3 separate regions of the Mus musculus genome follow, and all the other regions are linked to region 1. A link is a contact called in public Micro-C and promoter capture Hi-C data. All regions are on one chromosome and are shown on one strand. The core of a region is the stretch at or near the end of the contact, and the rest is flanking DNA. Distances in the headings are between cores, read along the strand shown. Region 1 holds the start of Flt4 (FMS-like tyrosine kinase 4). Region 2 holds the start of Btnl9 (butyrophilin-like 9). Region 3 holds the start of Rasgef1c (RasGEF domain family, member 1C).

Evidence for each region. Promoter capture Hi-C pulls out the DNA fragments that hold promoters and counts their contacts. Hi-C and Micro-C count contacts between places; a contact is called where the count stands out from the background.
Region 2: a contact with region 1 is called in a Micro-C map of embryonic stem cells, with 1.9 times the contacts expected there. The contact joins the promoter of Btnl9 here to the promoter of Flt4 in region 1. A contact is called at or near these places in 2 of 39 promoter capture datasets (embryonic stem cells and hippocampal neurons), 2 of 484 Hi-C or Micro-C datasets (embryonic stem cells and nephron progenitors) and 1 of 9 other capture datasets (embryonic stem cells).
Region 3: a contact with region 1 is called in a promoter capture Hi-C map of embryonic stem cells, with 6 read pairs. The contact joins the promoter of Rasgef1c here to the promoter of Flt4 in region 1. A contact is called at or near these places in 1 of 39 promoter capture datasets (embryonic stem cells), 1 of 115 datasets of contacts at active chromatin or transcription factors (embryonic stem cells) and 1 of 9 other capture datasets (embryonic stem cells).

What each region holds. Positions count from the first base shown.
Region 1 is chr11:49,607,892-49,611,356 of GRCm38.p6, reverse strand. Flt4 (FMS-like tyrosine kinase 4) reads right to left here and starts at 1,678. Exons shown (of 30, transcript NM_008029.3): 1 at 1,530-1,678. The coding sequence starts at 1,587.
Region 2 is chr11:49,185,188-49,188,652 of GRCm38.p6, reverse strand. It overlaps Btnl9 (butyrophilin-like 9), which reads left to right and starts at 1,564. Exons shown (of 10, transcript NM_172793.2): 1 at 1,564-1,665.
Region 3 is chr11:49,900,072-49,903,536 of GRCm38.p6, reverse strand. It overlaps Rasgef1c (RasGEF domain family, member 1C), which reads right to left and starts at 1,702. Exons shown (of 14, transcript NM_029004.1): 1 at 1,570-1,702.

The sequences.
Region 1 (3,465 bases), core at 429-2,928:
CAATGTACCTGTCTTCCTTTCAGACCGCTTACCCCAGGATTCTAGCAATGGGGAGGGGAAAGAATTTGTACAGCTTACATTCCAGCCAATGCAACCTCCCGGAGCCTCAGATACCTTTCTTGGCTGAATGTGGGAGGTCTCCTGGGCCCAGGGAAGTCTCATTCCTCATCCATCTTGCCCAGCTAGAGCCCTGTTTACTTCTTCCACACATTCACTCCCTTAACAAACATATCCTGAACACTGGCGAGAAGCGTTATCCAGGGTTGGGGCAGTGGAGCAAGAAACAGCCAAAGGGCCAGTCATCCTTCAGTGTCTACACAGATTCAATCACATCTCGCTCAGCTTCGCTGTCTGACCGTACAGGGTGCTACAGGGTGCGAGCTGAGAGCGAGGCTCCAATATCAAAACTTGCATTAATTAGTTCCCTTCCTGCCGGCTCCTGAGGAATTGGGAGGTTACACGTTCCCCACTTATGTAAAAAAGGGTTCATACTCTTGTGGGAATAAAAGATGAAACATTCAAAGTCAATTTCTACGGCATACAGACATACAGGTTTCTCTCTCCGAGGTCTTTCTGCACGTCTCCGTCAAGCATCAGGGGCTCTGTGATGACCCAGTCACCTTGGGTTTCCAGGGACAGCGGCTCCTGAGCGGATGCCGGGCTCATCCCCCGCCTAATCCCCAGTGCTTCCTTCCTGGCCCCTCCACACAGCTCCTCTGCTTCCAGAGACTCTTCAGCACCGCAGAGCCAAGCTCTCAACACAAACTTGAACCTTCCGTTCCCTGTTCCCAAGGCTCTCCTTGCAGCCTCTGCTTTATGATTCAAATCTTCTATCCTTTCTAATCCAGAGATCCCCTCAAATCCCTGGACGCCCTGGCCCTTCACCTCGACGTGGATCGGTCTGGAACTAGGGACTCAAGATTCGGCTTAGGTTTCAACTTGAATCTAGGATCATTTGCAAGGTTCCTACAGTGGGGTGCGGGGTGGAGTGTCCCAAGTCCTCAGTCCTAGCCCAGGAGAAGGTAGACGCCCGTCCGGAGCGCCCTCTGGGGGACCTCGGGTTACCGATCTTCAGTGCAGACGCAAGGCGTCGGGAAGTGCGCACCCAAGTGCGGGGTCGGGTGTGGATCAATGGGGAAATGATTCACGCTGGAGGATCGGGACCCAGAGGCAGTGAGCCCTGGACTTCCTGGGGACTGAGTAAGAACCCGAAGGATCCAGGGTAAGGATGCATTTCACTACGGACCGGACCGTAGACTTAAGACTGGGACCTGGTCATAGCTCCGCCACCCTGTTCGTGACCCGGCTGCAGTCCTCACCCATTCTTTCCTGCTCCCCGCGGTCCCGGTCCCTAGCCCCCGGCTCCCATGACTTCCCTGGTTCCAGCGGGCGTCCTCATACCTAGGTTCCCAAACTGCCCCGTCCCTCCGCCCGCCCCGTCGGTGCGGTCTCACCACAGGCCCCTGGTGCGCAGCGGGCTCCGGGTGGTTAAGCGGGAGCGGAGGTTGGGCTGTGGCCCGGGCGCTCACCTTGGAGGAGTCCGAGGCAGAGCCACAGGCGCAGGTTCAGCGCAGCGCCCGGCTGCATCTCCGGCCCCTGGGCGCGGGTGGGACCTGCGCGGCCGCAGCTCTAGGCTGGGAGTGAGAGCGCGCGCCGAGGCGCCGGCGGGGCGCGGACCGGTCAGCGGCCCGGGGGCGGAGCCGAGGCGGCCCGGGGCGGAGCTCCGGGGGAGGAGGGTCACCGTAGCCTCAGCCCGCCCCTCGCCCCTCTCTGTCCCTTCCAGCTTGCCCCAGGAGAATCCAGCCTGGGTAGGGAGAGCGCCCACTTTGCGTACGTTAAAGGCTCCCAGTTCCAAAGCAGCCATCAACAAGCACAAACTCCAGGGCCACTGCGGGTGGGCGAGGAGTGCAGGTGACTGCACTGTCCCCCGTGCGCGTTGTGGCGCCGGAGAATGAACAAAACCGCATAGTATCGTTTTCTGCATTTCCCTTCCATCCATAAGCAGAGCGGCAACGAATATAACGTTAAAACGGCTGTACATTAAATCTTAGCAAGCGCCCTGCAGAAGCCAGATCTCTCTATAGTGTGAAAGACAGGCTTTCGCTTTAGCTTCCCCACCAAATACTTTTGCTCTGAGCTCATTCTAAGTCTTTTTTATCAGGTGACACTTCACTTTCTGTTTTGGCAAACGCTCTCGCACAGACTTCCTTTTTCTTTGTGGTTCCTTTGCTAGAATTTTCCTATTTCAAAATATATCCCAAATGACAATGACGATTTCAACCTTTTTCTGCTCTTATGTACTGCGTTCCCACTGTTCCCACGATCCCCACCTACCAGCCCGGACTCATCCTTGCCAAAAGTCAAGGCCAGACTGTTGTTGATGATGACCTTTTAAATAGTCGCCAACTCTCTCAACCACAGAACAGGAATGAAACTCCTAGGTATGCGTGTCTTTAACATCTGTAGACAGCGCTAACTAGTTTTTCATTTTAGCTTGTACTGAAATCACATTATGGTGTTGTTAATTGGCTTTTCCCTAACTGCCACTGAGGCTAAGAATATTTATTTACTTATTTATTTATCTATTTATTTATATTTATCTTTAATTCACTTTGCATCCCTATAACAGTCCCCCTCCCCTCTTCCCAGTCCCATCTTCCAAATCCCTCCTCCCATTGTCTTCTCCCCTTCTTCTCAGAGAAGGGGGATTCCACCCCGCCCCCCATCTTGGCTACCACCCACCCTGGAACATCTAGTTCCAGCAGGACTAGGCACATTCTCTTCCACTGAGGCCCAACCAGGCAGTCCAGGTAGGGTGAAGGGGAATCCAACGGCAGGAAACAGAGACTTGAGACAGACCCTGTTCTACTTGTTAGGGGACCCACATGAAGACCAAGCCGCACATTTGCTACAGATGTGTAGGGGGAGCTCCTACATGCTCCCTAGTTGGTGGCCCAGGCTCTATGCGCTTCCATGTTCCTTGACTCTATGGGTCTTCTTGTGGCGTCCTTGACCCCTCTGACTTGCTCATTTCTATCTTCAGACTCTTCCATAAGACTCCCCAGGCTACACCTGATGTTTGGTTGTAGGTGTCTGCATCTGACTCCGCCGATGCTTGATGAAGCCTCTCAGGAGACAGTTATGTTAGGTTCCTGTTTGCAAGAGTAACAGTATCATTAATAGTGTCAGTGGTTGGCTCTCTCACATGGGATGGGTCTCAAGTTAGGGTAGTCATTGGTTGGCTGCTCCCCCAGTCTCTGTTCCATTTTTATTTCTGTACATCTTGTAGACAGGACAAATTTGGGATTGAAGGTTTTGTGGGTGAATTGATGTCTGTCTCCCTCCTCTAGAAGTCCTGTCTGGCTATAGGAGGTGGCCACCTCAATCTCTATAGCCCCCTCTGGTAGAGATTTCAGCTAGAGTTACCTCCATAGACTCCCTGAATCCTCTCCCATCCCTGGCCTC
Region 2 (3,465 bases), core at 315-2,814, 420 kb after region 1:
GGCTTTGCCCTTTCCTTGATTCTCTGTTAGCTATTATTATAATTATTTTATCCTTGCCTGTGTTAGTTAGTTATACCAGCCATGAAGGTAATGCATTCAACCTTGGACTCTATTACAACCATAATTTTTCTTTAAAAAGTAAAAACGAGGGAGATATAGGCGGCCCAGAGGTCCTTGTGCTCACAGATAAGCACCTGGGGAGTCTGGAGTGCTAAACACAGGATTGATCCTTCGAAAGAAGGAAGTCATAACCCGTTAGCTGCCCAGAAGGCTGGCAGCAGACACGGTCAATAGCCTAATGACCTTTGTACTGTCTGTGAGTCTGAGACCCCACAGGACCCTCCCCCAGACCCTTATCATAAGCTTGTTTTTCTCAATCCATAGAGCCTATTTTCTTTTTGGAAGGCATCATATGCACTTTACACAGATTTCCATTGCAGGCACATTTATTTATGTGTAGGGCATTCATATGCCTAAAATAAACCACTTGGGGGTAAAACGCCCAAAGTTTGAACCAATATCGGCTGCTTAATTGTGTTGAACCAAACTACCTTCTCGGCTCCTATGGACCATACTCTGCAGGCTATGGCGGTCTCAGAGACCCCCTGCACGAAGACTGGGAAGAAAGAAGTGTGCACATGGGAAGAGGTCAAGTCCACCCATCAGAGGCAGGAATTTTGAGTAGGATCTTGGAAAGAGTGCCGATTGGTAGGAAAGAGACCTATAGAATGCCATGCGCATGGGCGGAGCGTGTGACACAGCTTTGCCTTCCGGCTCCGTGGAGAGATTAGGAGGATCTCCACATGGAGAATGCAGAGAGAGGACTGTGGGAAAGCAAGAGCAAGGGGTGAAGGTTAAGTGACTGGAGAGTCTTGAAGAGGAAGGACACACTTTATAGAACAAACTCAAGAGAAGGGTAGATTCGCCACCTCTAGCAGCCTCTCTTCTGTTCGCATTCAGCTTCATGTAGAGTGCAGCTTCACTGCAGAAATGCTTATACCCCACTGTTTCCGCGCTGTATATGAACGCTGTTCTAAGTCTGCTTGTGACAGTGTTCCCAGGAGGTTTCCGCCGGGTGTTTCCCTGCAGAGAGGGATATGATGGGTTAAGTCAGAGCTGGGCACAAGCACTTCCCAACTTCTAATGGAGACTGCAGTCTGTCTCAGTGTTACTGGGAAGCTAGAGGGGCTGGCCTTGGACCACCATCCAGCCTCCCTGGATATCCAGCTTGATCTATCCAGAAATCCTGGATGGCCAGCTTGGGCATTCTTTTTCTCTTCTTAGCCACCTGCAGATGCAGCCTGTTCTAACGAAGTTCCCAGGCACCTTTGGCCTCTTTTTAAGACACTGGAGGGTCATTTTCTATGGGAACTTAGCTTGAGATTTTTTTCCACGAGGACGGGATATGACGGAGACTTCCTCGTTTTGTTCTATCTATCTTGGTTTTTATAACAAAGGGCAGAACCAATAGTTTATGTCCTAAGGTGAAAGGTGGGCGAGTAATTTTGTCACCAGTGAGCTGCATCCTCTTCCTGAACCCAGCTGCCAGCCCACATCCAAAGCAGCTTAGCATCAGGGACTAACATTTCACAATCACCCCCTTTAGAGGGAGGTGAGATTGCCAGCATCCCTCTACCGCTTGGATCTTCTTCTGTTACCTGAAAGGTACGTGGCTCCTTTGCAACACTTGTATGAACCTTCTAGAAACAGAAAGCAGAAAAAGATAGAAAGCACCCTAGGGGAAGCACAGCATAGGTGGAATCACATATGCTCTCATCACCCAGTTCTGGTGGTTTGGTTGCTGGGGTGCGTGGGATGTTTTGGTTGTCTTAGGGGAGATGCCCATTCAGGCTGGCTCCTCTGAGGAGGCAAAGTTCCGATGCATCCTTTTCCCCTGCAGATGAAAAGGGTTCATTCTTTTGGTCCTCCCTTCTTAAAGTGACTCAGCTCTTTATGAGGATGGAAATCCTCTTATAGACCAAGTAAAATCACACTGATGCAAGCTAGTGGGCAGTAGAGGGCACTGGAGTGGGAAAGGATTAGGAAGTGCGCAGGTCTCATTTGCCCTTTGGAACTTATGGGGATAAACTGCAAGATGAAATGTACCGATTGTGGTTTGCAAAACAACAGTGCAGAACAGCAGACGTGAGAGGTGGGCTTCAGTACTACAGTGTGCACGAGCTCTGTGTCCTTCATAGCTTCAGAAAGTAGCATCCCAAGGGATCACCGGGACAACTTAGCTAGGTCTGAGGCCTCTTCACCGAGGTCTCCATCTTCCACCACCACCACACCCCAATTCAGCGTGTCTAGCTTTCTCCTTTCTCCAGCCAAACTTCTCCACCTGGATCAGACTCTGGAGCCCGTGGCAACCTTGGCACACGTGGTGAAAACTAGAAAGTGTTTCTCCTTGGGGGAAGCTGTGGGAAGGATCAAAGCCTTTAACTGAAGGGAAGGTGGAGAGGAGCCTTGAGGTGGGGAGTAGTGTGGTGAATGGCACACAAAGTCACTTTAGGAAACTCTCTTCTTGTCCCTTCAGGAAATTTCCAGGCTTCCAATTACAGGCTATCCAGCAGATACCCCTGAATATTGAACAGATACTGAAGTCCCATGACTCCTGTCTAAAAGGCTGATGACAAAGTCTTGGGGACACTTTGGTTTAAGCTTTCATTCTTTTTCTTTGGCAGTAAAATTTAAATTCATCATTTGTGACCTAGTTTCTTCTTTAGTGCGGGTGGGTATGGCACTGCTTGAGGCTGGGTGCCTCATAACAGCATGATGGTTTGTAGTTATTGATGCAAATGAAATCAGAAGCCAGACCTGACACAGCACAGCTGGGGAGAGGCTGGGAGAGAAAAACAGATGCTGTAAACAACAGCTGAGGAAGAAATCTCCCTCTGCCACCTCTAGCTGTGTGTGAAGGTGTCCCACATGCCTCAGCTTACCTACCTATAATTTGGGCTTTTTGGTAAAAGTAGTAGTAATACTGACGGAATATGTGAGTGTTCAATAAGTAAGTATTTAATTTATGTTTATTGCTTGTGGGAATTTACATGGTGTGTGTGTGTGTGTGTGTGTGTGTGTGTGTGTGTGTGTGTGTGTACTCTTTTCTAGTCACTTCAGGAAGTTTCCAGACTACTGGCTTTCGATTAAAGGCTATCCAATAGCTATCCCTGAGTAGTGAACAGACACTGAGTACCTGTGACTCCTGTCTGTGAAGAGGCTGGTGACAAAGTTATTACTACCTTCATCAATAAGCCTATATTACAAGTTGGGAAATTGAATCATGTGGGACACTTTCACACACAGTTAGAGGTGATAGAGTGGAGCTTCTACCTCAGTGTGTGTGTGTGTGTGTGTGTGTGTGTGTGTGTGTGTGTGTGTGTGCGTGTGTTCACGTATACACCTTATATTTTAACCTTTTTCCCCCCATAGCTTCAGTGATGGCAATCACGTGTTTATCACAAC
Region 3 (3,465 bases), core at 453-2,952, 290 kb before region 1:
CAGAGTGGGAAAGCACTTGAATTAAAACCAGGCTCCCTTTCCACCTGAGCCCCTCAACTTGCTATAAGCCTCTTTGTGGCTCTGGTTTTGTCAGGATGAAGGCCTTTACGTGGCTATGCCGCCAGGGGTGGATGGGCACAGCCCTCTCAAATATCTCCACACCTCTGATCTCTTAGGCCTGTCTGCGTTCTCTTTGCCTGGCCACTCTAACCCTGCTTCATCTCTGCCTCCTGCACAGCTCTTCAACTGCCATTAAACCTTTCCTTCTACAAGTCAAACTCCAAACCTCCGAGGACTACTGCGCCCAGACGAACATCCAAGCCTAAGTTCTGCTGACGTATCCGGTTCAAAGCCCTTACCACGCATCGTCCGTATGTTGCACCTGTTCAACCCTTTTCCACCGGCTCCAGGCTCCAACTTTGACTTACAGCACAGAGGTCTCTAGCCAGGGACAGGTACCTTCTCTGGCCAGGCCCAGGCTCTGTCCCAATACCTGCGTCTCTCCAGCCCATTACCCCATTTTATTGTCCTCATAGAGATGATCTTCTAAAACGACTTCAGATTTTCCCTTGCCCTCACACCAGTGTGGGAACAGTGTTCAGGATAGGAAGCTGGCTGCACACAGTAGGTTTTCAGTGAACACAGCATTCTTACGGCACCTGACAAAGTGGCTGAAGTACTGGGGTAGGAGCTGGAACCTCACCTTTGTCACTTCTTGGGAGCAAGTCCTCTCATCCCTCTGAGTCTGTTTACTTGACTGTGAAGTGGAAACAGCCCTGCGCATCAGGTGGGTCTTCCCAGGACCCTTCTTGGCCTCTCTTACCTGCCCTACAGCCACAGGAGGGGGTCAGTTGGAGTGCAAGGGACCCCACCACCTTACCATCTAAGCTGCTGGGCAGACAGCGGCGTTCAGAGCACCCACTTCTCTCCAGGGCTTCTCTGTCTTCATCCTTGAGCCTGCTTCCTGCCACTGCCTGAGGGACACACATGGAGTCCCAGCAGATGCCATGACCCTACAGATCCTCATGGGCACACTGGTCCTCTGGTTTCCAAAAGGCCAAGGTTCGTGTCACCCTTCCCATACAGATCGCAGGTCAACTTCGCTGTGCCCGTTTCAGAGCCAGGGAAACTGAGACTCATGTGGGAGGGGACTCTGGGCCCAGGATGGCTTTTTTCTGCCACTAGCTGGTATAGGGAGGTGGTCTCCTTCCAGCGGCTGGGGGCGTGCCCTTTGCTGAGTCCCCTGGCCTCCAGCCACTGCATGGTACCTCCACTCCGGGACCCTGCGCTCGCCCTGCGCCTTAGGGAGGTGTGTGTGTATGGGCGGATTGGGGCTCCCGCGCCATTCGGCCCAGTGTCATCCACCTCTCCGCCACGCGCGCCGCGGCTCCGGCCACGCGCACTGTCACCCGCGCGCACCTTGCCCCGGGTCAGCCCCGCGCGTGCCCGCCCGCGGCCCGATCCGCCGTCCCCGCCCACGTCGCTGCCGCGCCCCACGGGCGGACCTCGCCGCGCCCCGCACGCCCTTGTCCGCAGCGCAGGTGTGTCTCCTGACCGCGCGTTACTCACCGGCTCCCGGCGCTCCGGCAGCCCGGGCCCGGCCCATCGGCAGCGCCCGCCGCGCCCGCTGCAGCCGCTGCACCGTGGACCGGGCGCTGCCTGCTCGCCCGCTCGCAGCCCGCCGCGATCCCGCACGCAGCCCGCCCGTGCGCCTGGCCCGGCCTGAGCAGCGCGGAGCCCCCTCGCGGCCGCACAGGGAAGCGCGGGTGGAGCCGCCCGAGTCCGCGCAGCGCAACGCAACGCTGCCCGCTGCCCTCCCTGTCCACTCCGCATGCCGTCGCCTTGTCCAAGCCTCTCCTCTGCTCCCAGCTCCCGGGATCAAGACCCAATGTCCAGGAATGCGCTCGGGACCCTCAATGTGATTCGTTTCCCCTCGCTTGAGGGAAGTCCCGCGTGCTAAAACTGCTCCTGTGGTGCTCTCCCAAGCCTGGTCCCCGAGCCCCCAGCACTTAAACTGCCATCAGGCCATACCTCTTCTCTGGACCAGCCTCTGGAATCCCGAAACCCAGGTCACACTTGCTTCAAGGCTGAGTCCTGGCCTCTCCTACAACGGCCACTGAACTTTGGGTGGTCTGTGTCCTGGAGTCCTATTGGCACAGGCTAAGTGTCAAAAGAATGGCGAAGACTGCACACACCCTCCTCCCTATAGTGAGGGACATAGCTGCGTTTCATGGCTCTGGAGGCACTGCGATGCTAGAAAGATAAAGCAGGGCGGTCATAATTTTAAGTGAAAAGAAGGAGCCAACACAGGACCTGGTGACCTTCTGCCCTGGCTCCATCCAGGCGTGTCTCACTGCAGAGGTCAGGACATCTGTCTTCTGCTTTGGCAGAACCTCCTGATGAATTGTGGCAGGAACCCAACTCAATTCACTCAAGCGGAGTTTATTGGTTATTAAAACATGGGGGGGGGAGAAGCAATGTTGATTCCTAGGGTAGTTAAATCATAGTCTTTGACTCTCCAGTGGGGAGAGTGCTGGGAGCCAAGGTGGAAGGGAGCAGGGCTGGAGTAACCTCCTGAATACTAGGAAGAGGTAGGTCGTGTTCTTGATTGTGGCCCTAGGGACAAATTAGCCCCAGTTCTGCCCAAAGCATTCCCAGCAAGAGGAGATGGTACATCCCCAACTACCTTGGCTCCTAAGAAGCCCCCTGCCTTGGTTTTCTGGATTGCATCTCCCATTCACAGTGGTCTGGACCACAAAAGTTCATCCCACAAGGTTGTCACTGAGAGGGCATAAGAGGGAGAAGCAAGCAGCATGAACCAGTGTAGAGGGGGCAGGCAGAGGAGAGCTGAGAAGCACAGACCCTAGACAGGGTCAGTGAATGGTGCAGATACAAGAAAGGAAAAGCCACAGGGCTTAGTGATACAGGACAGGAGAACTTGAGAGGAGTGGGAGATTCTGGGTTGGTGAGGGGTGAGGGGGAAATTTCCCAGGGGTGGCTGTTGGGTAGGTAGTAGTTGTGAGGTTTGCTGAGGCACCCTTTCCCAGAAGGTGGTGAGACTGTGTGGCCAAAGGAAATCTTGGGAAAGTCCTGAAGACAGCTAGTGAGTGCAGTCTGGAATTGGGTCCTTGGGGTAAAAGAAGGAGACCCTTGGGTTTCAGTGGCCATAGACACCCTGTGCAGGTCCTCAGCGGCATTCTGTCTCAGCCTTGGCATAAATGCATCAGGTGACTCAGGGAAGCCTGACAGCCTGCAAGGTGGCCGAACAGGATCACCAATAAAATGCAAGAACAAAGACGACAGAACTTTGGGCTCCAGCCAATGCACTTTATCAGCAGAGCCCATAAACTGTCCGTTCTTGGGTCTGATGAAAGCCCTCCAACGTTACTACAAGGGCAGACAGAGCACTAGGAGAAAGTCACGCTACAGTCAGCTACAAGGAGGTGTGTGTGTGTGTGTGTGTGT